Linked DNA regions of Mus musculus: all the other regions are linked to region 1. Evidence: chromatin contacts called from public HiCAR-type and promoter capture Hi-C data. All regions are on one chromosome and are shown on one strand. The core of a region is the stretch at or near the end of the contact, and the rest is flanking DNA. Distances in the headings are between cores, read along the strand shown.

Region 1 (4,472 bases), core at 1,722-4,221:
ATACTGGGAATACACTGTGACACACTACAGCTTCAGTGATGATAGGTTGTCTATGTGTGGCTTGTATTGTTTGTATGTGTTTTATTTTTTGGGGGGGGAGAGGTTGTATGGCGAAGGAGGGGACAAGGAGATGAGTGGGACTGGGGTGCATGATGTGAAACTCACAAAGAATCAATAAAAAGTTGAAAAGAAAAGAAAAGAAAAAGCTGAGTCTAAGAGAACAAAATCTGCCTACTGTCCCCAAGTAAGGCCCCAAATCTTTTATACACATTTCAACACTTACTATTTAAGGTACTGGTAAGATGGAGACTCATGTAGCACCCAAGTTAACCTTAAATTTTAGCAGGCTGGAGCGATGGCTTAGCAGTTAAGAGCGCTGGCCGTTATTTCAGAGGACCAGGGTTCAATTCCCAGCACCCATATAGCAGCTCAAAACTGGCTATAATCCAGTTCCAGAGAATCTGACACCTCATACAGGCAAAACACCAATGCACATAAAATAAAAATCTTTTTTAAAATGTTTTTAATTTAAAAAATTGCTATATAGCTAAGGTACCTTCAAATTCTGATCCTACTGTCTCTATCTCCCAAGTCCTGGCATTATGAGTGTGCACCACCATGCCCAGATCAACTTACATTCTAAATTCACAATACACAAGTCATTATGGCCTTAGAAAGAATCAATTGAACATCATGGTTAACAGATGATACATCTCTGCTTATTCAACACCATCATGGATTCACTTAGCCTCCAGAACCATCTGTGGCACTTCACATACCACTTGCACTGTGCTGTTTATACCCATCTTCCCTCCCTTAAGTGTCATAATCAATCCTTCATCCTTACACCTCATTACAAGGAAGATAAAAAACACTCTGTCCATAGTGGCACCTGATAAGGATGCATGGATACATAAAGGAGTCTGGTAGGAGAGAAGTAAAGGAAGAAAGGAAAAAGGAATGAATAGCTGAAATAAGGGGAACGGCCCTGGGTTTCAGGTAAAGCTTTCTCCGAAATGAATATAAATAACTGGTCCCTAAGAACTCAAGCTTATCACTGTAGCTTTATTGTCTGCTATCTGAGACAGTCGGGCTCTGTAGCCTAGGGTGGCCTTGAACTGGTAACCATCCTCCACCACTTGGCAGGGATCACAGGCATGAGCCATCACATCTGGCTTCACTATTACAAATTTGAGGAAAAACTATGACCCACTAGGTCAATAGAACATGAATCTGAACCTAAAGGTGAGGCCAAGTAAGAAATCCGGAGATTGAATGTCATTACTGCTAACCCATGGCATTCATTGAAGCACACTAACATCAATGGCCTCAAAACTGAAAAAGATCACAACATCTACTCAAAAGAGCTCACTGTGTTGCACGTAAAATCAGTAGGGATCCTTATCTATAAACACCCCAGCAAAACCAAGAAACACTATAAGCATGCAGGCCGGGGGTGGGGGAGGGCACCACAAAGCAAACTGAGTTGTGGATTCAAATTTGCAGTGCTATACCTGGGGAGGGAAAGCTGATCCAAAAACTTGTTCCATAGATACCAGCTCAACAACCTGGTATATAATATACTCAGCACAACACTGTCTTGCTCATGAGCACAGCAAAGACAGCCATATTAACCAGTGCTCTGCATGTGTGTGTCAGACCCATGTGTGGAGAATGCCTGCCAAGGGTTGCTGACCAAGGTTTGTAAGGAGCCCGCCTCTCCCCTAAGAAAGGCATCCCTGTCACATACTGACCCAAGATGCACTGCCCTGCTGCATAAAGAACTGGCTGTCAGGTCACTTGTTCATCCTGTATACCACTGACATTCCAAACTAGATTCATCCAGTTACCTCACTAAAATCTTTAAAGCCTGGGTGAGGCAGAGACTAGTTCATTTTCATGGAAGTAGAGACCAGGTGAACTGCCAGGAAGAGGGATCTACCTAGAAAGAGCAGTTTCCAGTCTATAACCTATTGAGCTGCCTTCAGGAAAAGCAGTGTGCTCCACTAAAACATGCTTTGTTCTAAAACGCCACAGTGACTTTTTTTGTTTGTTTGTTTTGTTTTTTCGAGACAGGGTTTCTCTGTGTAGCCCTGGCTATCCTGGAACTCACTCTGTAGACCAGACTGGCCTCGAACTCAGAAATTCGCCTGCCTCTGCCTCCCGAGGGCTGGGGTTAAAGGAGTTCGCCACCACTGCCCGATAGACACGATGGCATCTTTTAAAAAAGAAAATAATATGTTTATGTTCTTTGATAGCTACACAACTTCCAGGAAAAGTTAAAAGCCAGTTCTTTGTGAGCATCACACGACTGCCAACTGGTGGCAAGAATCCATAGCTACACGTAGTCTCATTCAGGAACAAAGTAGCTTCTGGGGAGGGAATTAGTGGACTTCAGAGGCTAACCACAGCTACTATCTCTCAGTCTCGATTAAAACCATTCATCAGCCTGCACTCCGGTCAAGAACTTATCACTGCCTGACACTTGTAATCCTTCTGCTTTTTTCCTCTGGGTCCAATACATTTTGGACAGTTGGAATTCAGGGCCTGAAGCGATGCTATGGGACCTATCTTTGTGAAACCCCAGGACACTTGGTTCGAGCCTGGAAAAGTGAAAGAATCTCCAGGAACAACAGTCTGAGACTCGGTGTCCTGAATGTCGGAATGCACGCGTGCGCGCACGACCCGAGCCTTTAGTACCAGGAACTGAGTCTGCGGGACGTTGCTGTTCTCTGTCCCTCGCGGGCCCGGCAGTCACTGCTGTCCCCACTCGGGCCTGAACACCCGCGCCCCCGTCATCCCATCACCCGGTCGTCCAGCTCGGCAGACACTCACGCTCTGCTAGCATCGACATTGTCTCAAGTTTGTCGAACGCTGCCTCTGGCCTGACGCCCAGCGGTTATGAGGAACCTGAAGCGCGGTTAAGGAAGAAGCCGGCTCGGAAAGCACGCCGGGTGGAGAGCTTCGCTGGGGCGCGTACTACTGACGTCACCACGCGCGACTCGCTACCAACTGCATGAAGCGGAGGGGCGGACCCGCCTTGGGGGACTGAGGCACAGATTCTTTCTAGGGCTGGGGCAGAGCTGGTTCGTGCGCAGTTCGCAGTTTAACTCTGAAAGCGGGTGTGCAAGCAACCTTAGAGTTGTCCGGGGTTCTGTGAACCATGGGTACATTTAAAGAGCTGGAGAGACGGCCGAAGAGGAAGGTATTGGCACTGGAAGGGACCTATGCTCTTCACACTCTACCTCTGCCCATTGTGGGATGCTGAGAGAGGAGGGAGGGAGGGAGAGAAGGCAGAAACAGCCACCTAGCTGGCAAAGTCAAATGAAACACCGTGGTTTTGTGCTTAACGGCCGGCCGAGAAATGTTAACTCTTTCGTGGTCTTCGCTGTGACAGACTTAAATCCCAGAGGCCTTTCCCAGTTCCATCGCTCTCCCTGGCATTTTTGCTCAATGCGTCCTGTCACATTCTGTTCCCTCTTTTTGCTGTCCTGTCTCCTCCAAAGGTGTGACCTCAGCTATCTCCCACGCTGTTTATTTGCCCTTTTTTCCTCTAGCCTCTCCCTTCAACGTCCCTTTCTTTGTCAAGGCTTCGACTTCCAAATAGACCTTAGCTTTTCTCAAATCTTCTTTGTTTAGCCATGCCTTCAGCACCGGCCAGTGCCCTTACCTTCCAAAGGCTCTTCTTCCCTCGTTTTGTCTTTCCTTAGGAAGGTCACATCCATTTTTCATCAGACCTAACAAGATACCATGTAGACCCCCGATGCACTCAGGGCAACTCTTCTATGATGCAGTGTGCTGGTGAAATAGGGCTGTGCTGGAGGACCTGAGAATCAGGCATGACTGTCACGTTTACCTACCTGTAAGATGAGGACATTGATAGCCCCCAGCCAAGAATGATTGTGTACTTGACCACCAATTATTAACAAGAAAGAAGAGGCAGTAAATGTGACCGTGTGGCAATGGGGCTGGGTCTGACCAAATCACCTACTTAGGATATCTGGGCTTTGCCCCAAATCCTTTCCCTTTCCCTGGGCCAGGGTTCCTGTTCTAGATAACCAAGCCCAAGCCCAGGTAAACGGTGAGCTTTAAAGAAGGAGGGCACACAGGAGCATTTCCTCACATTCAGTGAGGACACCAGCTTTGATGTATGACCCCTCACTCCTCTCTAAAAGATCTTTACAGGACAAGGCAGATTCACCAAAGAGTAGAATTCCTGGTGAGTGTCCCTGGATCACAGCATCAGCTACCTTTGAAAGTCTTTGTCCTTTGTTTGTTTGAAAACATCTTTGGGGAGCATCGTAAACTTCTATTGTCCATTAACCCCAGTTTAAGAAGAATTGGAGGAGCAAGTGTGGAGAGGACAGAAAGGAAAGTATGCAATCCACGCAGCCCTGGAGTCTGAAGCAAGTTTATTAGGGCACTGTATGGAACCTGTTTCTATCCTGGCTTTGCCTAGAGCAGAAACTAGT
Region 2 (4,810 bases), core at 132-2,631, 1.1 Mb before region 1:
TCTTTCTTTTTAATACTTCCTTTTCTTGATTTCTTTTTCTCTCTCTTTTCTTTATCTTTCTTTCTTTCTTTTTTTGAGACAGGATTTCTCAGTATAACTTCCCTGGCTATCCTAGAACTCAGAGGTCTGCCTGCCTCTGCCTCCTGAGTGCTGGAATTAAAGGTGTGCCACATCTGGTTTCTTTTCGCCAGCTTTTGATTCTGAAAGGGAATGGCTAATTTTCCATTTGCTCCTTCCCTGCTTTAACCTCTGTGTATACGTTAAGCAAGAAGATTTTATGAGTAAAGCAAAAAGTACCTAAGTTCTGATACCCTCCCAAAGAAGTTGTTCTGAGAGGCCAGCCTGGGCTACAAAGAGAATTCCAGGACAGCTAGGGCTACACAGAGAAGCTCTATCTCAAAAAAACAGAAGAAGAGAAAAAAAAAAAAAAGTTGTTCTGGAATAAACGTTTCTGCATCGCTTCTCTCTTAAACAGAACATACCAAACACACTTCACTCTATTGAGGATATTTCTCTCCACGTAGCAATTAGGAAGATTCTACAGTAAGTTGGCAGTGAGAATGTAGGGAATAGGAGGGCGACGACAAGCATTTCACACCTGCGTTCAATTTCCTTATTACTCTATTACTTATTCCATTAAGCTTGAATAAAACAACTTGTTAGAACGGTGTGCTCAGAAAAATGGGGCAAAGCAAATATCTGAAAAGGCCACCTGTCAGCTTAGTGTTTTGCCACACAGTTACTTCTTCAGGAGGCATGTTTTATCTAGAGCTGTTTATTTCAAGCAGGCTTTAGACGGGAATCCTTCAAGGGCACCACCCTTTAGCATCTCTTTCTTGTAATTCGAACTGCAGTTAGGAGTAACAGGACATTTAGACCTTCTGTCTGATCGCTCCTACTTTCTGTTCAGATCGGAATCCAGCCTCGCAATATCAGTAGGAGTCCACTCAAGTGCTCATTAAGTGGAAAGTGGTTGATGATCTATTATAGCTCTCAGGTGCAGGCTGAGAAACATGACCAAACCAAAGTTTTGGAGCCTATCTTTAGCCCAAGGGTGAAGAAATGTAACATACAACCTCACGTGCGGCCAAAGGGATCTGCCAAACAGTAATGAAGACCTCCTGACAGATGCAGGAGCTGTGGGATGTGAGCAAGCGGGAATTCAAATCCCAATCGCAAAACCCAGCTCACTTTATAATTTTTAAGTGCTGACCTCCCTCCGTGATAAATCATGGTGGAGGCGACAGACTCCAAAGATATATAGCATTCATTACCTTTGCCCTCTGACTTAGTAGTGGAAACTCACCAGTTTCATATCGGACTTTTGGTTGTTCAGTACCAGTCTCTTCACTTCTAAAGACAGGGAAGGATCTTCCGGTTTAATCTCTATAGCCCAGAGCATCGCGGGACTTGGAGTCTTCACTCCTTAAGCATTTTCCAGAGCCTCACGGGAAATGTAGTTTTACTGCAGGTATCATGGGCACTGTGGGCGTCTTTCCTTTTCCTCCCTTTTCTCTCTAATCACCTCCTTCCGTCCGCTCAAATTCATCGCCGCCGCCAATTCATCCTTCCTTTCCATCCCAGCATGATATCATGTCCCTCATCTGGGTCTAGCATCCATGGTATTCTGGGATGTGTAGTCCGCACGATTTCAGCTCCCAGCTCCCCTCCTCCCTGTGGGAAGGCGTATGGGCGCAGTGCCTGCTGGAAGCTGTAGTTCCCTAGGGCCTCAGACCCTCAACTCTGCACTTTTCCTCTAGGGAACCGGAAACTACAACTCCCAGGGATGCCCAGCGGCAGCAGGTGGGAGCGGGGCTGTTGCTATCAATATGGCGGTTGTCAGCCAGACAAAGACAGTCAGTCTGATGTGATTGAGACAAGGGAGGTTTTCAGGGGGAGACTGGGAGATAGGGGCCTCCCCTCCCCCCTAGGCTCTTCCTGCGCGGGCCTGGAGCCCTCCTCAGCCCCTCCCGCAGGGCGCCCCGCGGTGAAGATCCCCTCCCCCTCCCGCCTTCCTCCTCCCTCCCTCAGCCTTGCACTGGGACGCTGGGGAGGGGGCTGAGCAGGGTGCAGAGAACTCTCAGCTGGATTTCCAAGGTGAGTGGGGTCGTTTGCAAGCTGGACTGCCTCAAGTCTCTTTTCCTCACTTCTCTCATTACTTTAAGGAAAAAAAAATGTCGAGATGTTTGGGGGGGAGAGAAAGTGAGTAGGCGCCACAGATGGGTCTCTGGAGTAGCCAGGTTGAGCATAGGGGAGCAAGTAGGGGTACTTCCGAGGGGGCGGCCGTGCGCGGGCTGTGGGGTGGGGCAGTTTGTGAGGGGCGGGCGTGGAGAGGCGTCGATGGCTTCCCAACTTCTCTCTGGTCTTCAGGACCGGCGGAAGGTTTGAATCCTGGAGTTGGGGGGTCTTCCTGCTTGGGAGTTTGAGAAACTGTAAGGTGGTTTCGAGGTGTGCTGGTTTGTTTGGGGAGTGTCTCGCTGTGTTTTAAACTGTGACGTGTACTTGGGTGCTGCGATCGTCTTGAAGGAATGTCTGTAGATGGTAAGTTAGATGGCTGGAGTCAGAGATAAGCGGCCTGGGCTTGGGAAGCACGCAGGAGTCCCGGGCTGGACTTTTGGTCCAAGGATCTTGTGCAGGGTTTGGGGGGGCTCAGTAACTCGTTAGTGTCTGGGCGCCCAGCTCACACTCGGTGCCCTACTCTGGGCCAGTCTCCACCCCAAACTCCCGGCAGGACTATATAGATGATGTGATGTGGAGATGCATCTTTGCCTCAAGTCGGCAGCTAAAGGTGGGAAAGGAAAAGTGTCTCTTAGTATTTTATTCCGGAACCGTGTTTGGGTTACACTATTGGGGCTACTTTGAAAGGAGTCCTCCACCCACCTTCACCCCGAAACAGTAAGTAGAGGTATCTTGTCATCTTCATGCTCAGTAGCTTGCCAGTTATTTAAAATTCGGGAACGTGGGGCTGGGAATCTCGAGTGCTAAATGCCATCCGCATCGCTGTCTTCTAATGAGACAGAACGTCTGCTCTGTATCCTGAGGTAGATAAGGCGACTTATTTTCGTAGTTGAAAAAACTGTTGGAAATTTTTTGCGGAGAAGAGGGTTGACTGTGCGCTGAAAGGCGCTGTGGTCTTTTTTTGTTTTTTGTTTTTTGTTTTTTGTTGTTTGTTTTGTTTTTTCTTCTACCCCACCCTGTTCTGTGTCACAAATGCTTGAAAACTGGTATGGAAGAGTGAGGAAGCATTGGGTGAGTGAAGCAAAGAATGCACTTAGCAGTAAAGATACACGCTTCGTAAAGTTGAATGATAAAAGTGATTGCTATTTTTATTTTTGTCTGAAGCTTAAAAAAACCCTCGTCTGTTATATAGGGTATAGTCACGTGCCCCTTTTTCTGGGGACCTGCAGATAATAGAAATCTTTGCCTTCTCTTTCCTATCTTTCCTTAGCTTCCTCTCTCCCCCACCCCCTTCCTTCCTTCCTTCCTTCCTTCCTTCCTTCCTTCCTTGGCACAGAACATTTCTCTTCCCGATGGACATAATACCTCCTGTACTTTTTTGCTTAGTTTGTGCTAATATGGGCTGTGCTTTTTGTGGTTTCACTATAAAATGCATCGTTAAGTGAAAAGGACCCGAATTTGTTGTTATTTTGCATTTATGCCACAAGTCATTATCACATCAGGTTTGCAGTGCTTTGCATTAAACTTATTAAAATTGCACGGCTAAGTTGCTGGATCTGGTTGTATTATGCTTATAAGTCAAGTTTGGGAAATTTTATTTTATTTTTCCATTTTCAATTAGGGTTGGAATGAAACATCTCTTGTTTCTCACAGTCTTGAATATTTAATGACATTACACCAGGAGAATTTAAGATCATACATTTTGTACTCCCTCAGTCCAAAATACATCTTCTTCAATCACTCTCTGTGATAATTTTGTGATATCATAGACTTTTAAATCACTAAAAGAATAATTGGCATTATTTCTATTTTGACTTGAGAATTTCATGTATTATGTGTTTGGTCAAGAATGTGTTAGTTCTTGAGTTCTTCTGTTAGCTATGGGCTTTTAGATTCCATAGCATCACACTGGGATTTATGGTAGTTTTAGTCTTTGATTTGAAATTTCTGCTGTTGATCATTCCCACAGATAAGGGGACTGTGTTTGCATGAAGTTGAGTGTTAAGTATGTGAATGGACCTAAATATAATTTTGTACACAGTGTGCTGTTCCAAGCTGAGCCTATGGTTTGTTGAAGACCAGGATTTTCAGAATTACTTGTTTGAGGCTTTATCTTAACCTGAAACATTATTTTTCAAAAACTGGAAGAAAATTCCATGTAACAACAAAATAGTTGTTTACTTGTAGTTTTCCAAAATGTATTCTAGTAGATATTGAATTTTTACATGTTTAATAATCATTTTAGATATGACAAACTAAAATGTTCCAACCTAGAAAAATGAGTGTTTTTCATCTACCCTTACCTTGAATCTTCTTCTTGTTTATTTTCATCAATGGAATTGTGAAGTTATTTATGGGAAAAACATTCGTTAAACTTTTTCTGACTAGTAGTCTGGAAATAATGGCTCCATGTACACTGAATCTTCCTTATATTCACTGGGCTGATTCTGTTGCATTTTGAGTACTGGGGCATTAAAATGATGTAAAGCCTTTACTGCAGACTAAAGCATAAAACACTCTCAGCATGTGGAAGTCATATGGTTTATGAAAAAACGGAGAGAATGGGGGCAGTGGTGCCTGTCCAGCCTAAAATTTCATCCTGTAACTGTAAAGACATATTTATTTTAATCTG
Region 3 (4,764 bases), core at 1,430-3,929, 1.5 Mb before region 1:
AGAGAAGTAAGCAGCTGAAACGAAAATCCCAGCTCATGCCACAACCTTCTGTAACCTTATTCTTCAAATTCAGATGTTGCACGCTGACACTTGGGGGATTTGTTCAGCAAATCACCCTAAGTCACTCTTGCAAAAGAGAGCAGACTCCAGTGGACAGGAAAAAAAATTCAAAAGAGTGCCGGCTCCCTTCTATGCCTTCTCACCAGAATCCTGAGACAGGGTTACTGGATGGGACTGGGATAAACCAGACCCACACAAAAGGTCCTAAATTCCTGTCTTCCTTTAACTGGTCTTGCTGTTCATCCCTCTCTGCACAAACAGTGCAGGAGACTTACATCTCGGTAAAGAGTAAAGTTCAGCACGCAGCAGAGTCTAACATTCTCCTCCAGCAAAGCCCACCCCACTTCCCTCCACCCCCACCCCTGCTTACAATAAATGGCCTCATTTCCCTAGAAGCCCACTCCCCGGCATTGCTCCTCCACATCCAGGGCCAAATCCAGACAGTGTCCAGTAAAAGGTCAAAACAGAAGCCCTGCAGGTCAGACCCTCAGTCCTGCATGGATTCTCTGCTGCTCCTACAACCAAAACAACTGCGAGCTTGTTCCCTGGGTTCCCTGACGGGTCTCCATACACTCTGCTCCAGGGCATAACCTATCAGAGCCACAGTTACTAACACCAACATACCTACTTCCAGATAAAACAAAAGAGACCTCTCTAGGGCCCAAGTGGCAATCATCTTCTCTGCAAAACACACATTTTAGAGTCCGGTTAACAACTACAGCAGCTCCAGGCCCTGGTGTGTGATCAGCTTCCTCCAGGAATTAATTCCTATTCATTTCTTCCCTTCACCCACCCCGTCAACAGATTACTTCAACAGCAGTGTCTTCCAGTAAAACCAAGTCCAAACCCACAGCACTCCAAAAGTGCAACAGGCTACTTCACTGGTCTGTCTCCTAACATCAGATTCAAAACTCTTTACCAATATCCTTGTTACCTCATCCCCTGGTCTACTGTCTTCCCAGTCCACCCTGGATAAAAGTCCAATTCTCAGTCTGACTTTCTAGGACTTTCACAATCTCAGCCACTATTCCTCTCTCTATCTCTTACTGTTCAGGAAACATTCCAGGAGGGCCAAGGCCATCTCCTGGACTCTAGAGAAACCCATATTCATCTCCACTTTGTATCCCATTTTCATAAATCCCATCTTTCAAGGACACATAGCCCAGGCCTGGTAATTCCAGTCCATAGCTCCCTCCCTCCCTGTGACCTCCAACAGCACCCAGTTCTGCACCTGGCATTGTGACAACTAACTGTGCCCCATCTGGAGTCATATTTCACATGCTCAAGTCTTTCTATGTCCTCCAAGAGATTACAAGCCCCGACGGGTGTTATCTATGAGTCTTCTATTGCCTTTCTCACCAAGACAAGCAAGCCCTTGGACATCCTTTTGTAAACTTGTCACCTGTGAACTCCTCCTTCTGACTGAGTCTTGCCAGGGAATTATCCACAGGTGGAAATTATTTCAAACTGAGTTCCGTATTCCCTTCCCCACCTTTATCTCCCATGCCTCCTGTGCCTGAGCCTGCACAGTAACTTTGCAGCCCTTGCACGTTCATTTGCATTTGAGCTCTCAAATCATTTCTCTCTCATAGCTTTCAGAGACATCATCCAGAAAGCTTGGCAGTGGGAAGAGGGCAGAGTGGCTTCTCAGAGGTACCTGTGGGCTAACCAATTTCCTTGTGTTTCACCCTTCCAAAGCAAGAACCTCTATTTACACAACCCCCCTTAGAAGGATGTCCTCAGGCTACAATACCTGTTGATTGCTCAGTTTGAAACAAACTGCTCCACTTTACACCATTCTGTTAAGGGATCTTGCAGAAAGCAGTGAAGAACTATAGATAGCCCCTGTGCCATGGCCTGGCATCATGGGAACCCATGCCTGGTGGAAGTCCTCCAGAACCACAGGAAAGGGAGGGATGGAAAACAGGGCTCCTGCAAGATTGCTGGCAGGTGGGTCTCTTTAGATCTCCAAGAGGGCCCTAAAGTGAAGGTGCAGAGCCTTAACTCCCAGGCAGGAAGCCTTGGAATTGTTTGCCCATGACAAACTCCCTTTGCAGGCCCCCATGGGCCACTCCAGAGGCCCACAGTGCCACGGCCCGGGAGGGACCCGGGGTGAGCCCGGAAGGCTTAGAGCCAAGGGGGCGGCGAAAGGGGCCGCAAGAAGGGGGTTGAGAGAGGGTGTGTCGCGAGGCCAGTCCCGCAGCACGGCACTCTCTGGTTATGGAGAGGGCAGGGGCGCGCATAGCGCAGGGCTGACGGCTCAGCCGGAAAGGGAGCAGGTTAACAGGTCAGTGTGGCCCCGCGAGGCCACTCCCGGCCACCACTCAAAGTTGGGAGGGAGATCGGGCCGTAGGACCCGCGACATAAACAAGGCGACGCGTGAGAGGGAGAGCGGCCACCCCCACCCAGTCACCCCGCCAGCGCCGCAGCAGCCCCGGTCCTGCCCGGGCCGCGCGAGCCTCCCGGGTCTCCCACCCACCCCTGGCTGTCGGCCCCAAACCCGGGCTGCAACCCATGCGAGGTCCCGCGCGCAGCTCACCTCGGCCGGCCACTGACCCAGACAGCTCGGCTCCCTGCAGCGGCCGCGGCCCTGCCCGCCACCGGCGCGGCCCCTGCACTGCGCCGCCTCCCGCGCCGCCGCCTTCGCGCCCACCTGGCCGGCCTGCCCTCCCTCTCCGGGACACTGCGCTCACGTACGCGGCCGCGGCCACAACCCGGCCCGGATTCCCCCGCCCGGGAAGGGAGCGCGCCGAGCCGCTCGCAGCCAGTCCGCCCGCGAGCCAGCCAGACGCAGGGACACACCCCCGGCCACGCGCGCGCACGACTCGCGCGCCCCCAGCCCCAGCCCCGGACGTGCGCGCGCGCGCTCCACACACCCTGCTTGGCGGTACACAGTGGGCGCTCAATAAGTGCTGGAGCGACTCCTCTCACACATGCGCACTTGAACCTGACCGAGTTGTGACCCACTTCCCCAGCCCCCACCCCGAAATCCGAGCGTTCAGCACCACCCGGAACCGAACTAGCGTATCTGCTACCCCCGCGCCTCCTTTTTTTTTTTTTTGACTCCCCCCCCGACCCCCCCCCCAACTGAACTGCAAACCCAACCAAAGTTTCTGGCTGTTGTTTTTCCAGCGCGCCCCAGGGCGGGAAAGGAAGCCAGAAGCTCTAGGCGCCAGGGACAGGAGCTTGGCGAGGGCGACAGGGACCCGAGGCCGGGTAGCGGGAGGCGGCGCGCGAGGGCGGAAGCGCTTGAAAACCCAACCTTTCCATTTCGCTTTGGACCAAGAGTGTTCTTCTCCAGTTTTATGACTTTTATTCGTTTGTAGTTGTAGCGCGAGGCGATGTTTACTGTTTCTGGAATTAAATAGGAGAAAGTTAACTATTAGCCTTCAGCCCTTGTGTAAACAATACCGGTTGCTTTTTGGCACCGTTAGGCTCTGGCTTTTGGATAATTTGTAACAGGGAGAATCGAAGCGGTTCCATTGTGTAGTTCTGTGTTTTTTCTAGATAAGGCCAAGGACAGTGGAGAGGGGTGTGTGCGAATGTCTAAGTGTGTGTGAGTGTGTGTGTGTGTGTGTGTTTACAATCAAATTTAATGAGTAAAAGAGTAATAGCCCCTCCCTTCTCAAAAAAAAAGTTTTAAAATACTTCGAAGTTGCAGTTCACCTCCAATTTTGGACTTCCTGTGTTTCTAGGAGGCCGTGGAGTGTTAGTAGAGCTTGGGAATCACATCCCATTTTAAGAGCTGAGTTAGCATTGGCATCTTTAGCAGGTTCAGCCCTAAACACATCAGCTTCTTGATCTATAAAACAAAGCAGTGTAACTAGAGATAGTGCCTAGCTCACGGCAAATGAAAAACAATATGTCCTGGGAACTGGCAAGAGGGCTCGTGGGTAACACTGCTTGTGACCAAGTCTGATGTCACAAGTTAGAGCCCCAACATGCACAACATAGCGGAGGGAATCAACTCCAGCCCTGTACATACACAATAAATACATTTTAAAAAAATAGTATGTCCTTTTTTCTGCCCTCAACTATTTGTTGAAATAAAATTATCCAACTGGAATCAAAATTCCTACAGGAGATGATTCTCAACTAGGGGTGATTTTTTTTATCCCTAATAATATTAATTTGTCCTTAAAATATCTAGATATATTTTTACTGGTGTTGGGAGGGTGATTTCTCACTGTCATTTAAGCTGCTGAAGGCTAAGTATTCCACCAATATCCTGCTGTGCACAAGACAGCCCCACATGGATGAATTAACTAGTTTCAAATGCCTGCCTTACCTGCTCTAGGATCAGCCTGCCCAGGGTGTAGTTCACCCAAGACTGCTTCTCCCTTTTAATTCTCAACCTCAGGAAAAAGTTCTGTTTCCAGATAAGAATAAAGTGTTATAGGGCATCACATCGGTGACTTTATTTAATACACAAAGCCTTCCCTTAACATGAAGATATGGATTGGAAATGTACACTTTATGATTAAAGGGACATATGCAGTCCATGCATGGCTTTCTGTTCTTGTTCCAGTTGTCCCCAAATGCTTCTGTATAGTCAGTCCCTCCTCTCAAGTCTTTCTTGATCACCCTGAAGTTTGCAATACAGTCTCTGCCCCAAGGAACGCTTGGCCTCCTCACAAGCAGACTGCTGCTCACTCAGAATTGAGCAATACAGAAAACAAAGCACGTAATTGATCATTGTAGCCC

Evidence for each region. Promoter capture Hi-C pulls out the DNA fragments that hold promoters and counts their contacts. HiCAR-type assays count read pairs that join an accessible place to other places.
Region 2: a promoter capture Hi-C map of pre-B cells shows a contact between it and region 1, with 3 times the contacts expected there. The contact joins the promoter of Ints9 here to the promoter of Pinx1 in region 1. A contact is called at or near these places in 2 of 39 promoter capture datasets (liver and pre-B cells) and 1 of 115 datasets of contacts at active chromatin or transcription factors (astrocytes).
Region 3: a HiCAR-type map of astrocytes shows a contact between it and region 1, with 5 times the contacts expected there. The contact joins the promoter of Zfp395 here to the promoter of Pinx1 in region 1. A contact is called at or near these places in 3 of 39 promoter capture datasets (the C10 cell line, liver and pre-B cells) and 1 of 115 datasets of contacts at active chromatin or transcription factors (astrocytes).

Annotation. Positions count from the first base shown.
Region 1 is chr14:63,858,811-63,863,282 of GRCm38.p6, reverse strand. It overlaps Pinx1 (PIN2/TERF1 interacting, telomerase inhibitor 1), which reads right to left and starts at 2,971. Exons shown (of 7, transcript NM_028228.3): 1 at 2,836-2,971. The coding sequence starts at 2,854.
Region 2 is chr14:64,946,864-64,951,673 of GRCm38.p6, reverse strand. Ints9 (integrator complex subunit 9) reads right to left here and starts at 1,381. Exons shown (of 17, transcript NM_153414.5): 1 at 1,307-1,381. The coding sequence starts at 1,315. It overlaps Hmbox1 (homeobox containing 1), which reads left to right and starts at 1,817. Exons shown (of 10, transcript NM_177338.6): 1 at 1,817-2,097.
Region 3 is chr14:65,356,591-65,361,354 of GRCm38.p6, reverse strand. It overlaps Zfp395 (zinc finger protein 395), which reads right to left and starts at 2,679. Exons shown (of 10, transcript NM_199029.2): 1 at 2,600-2,679.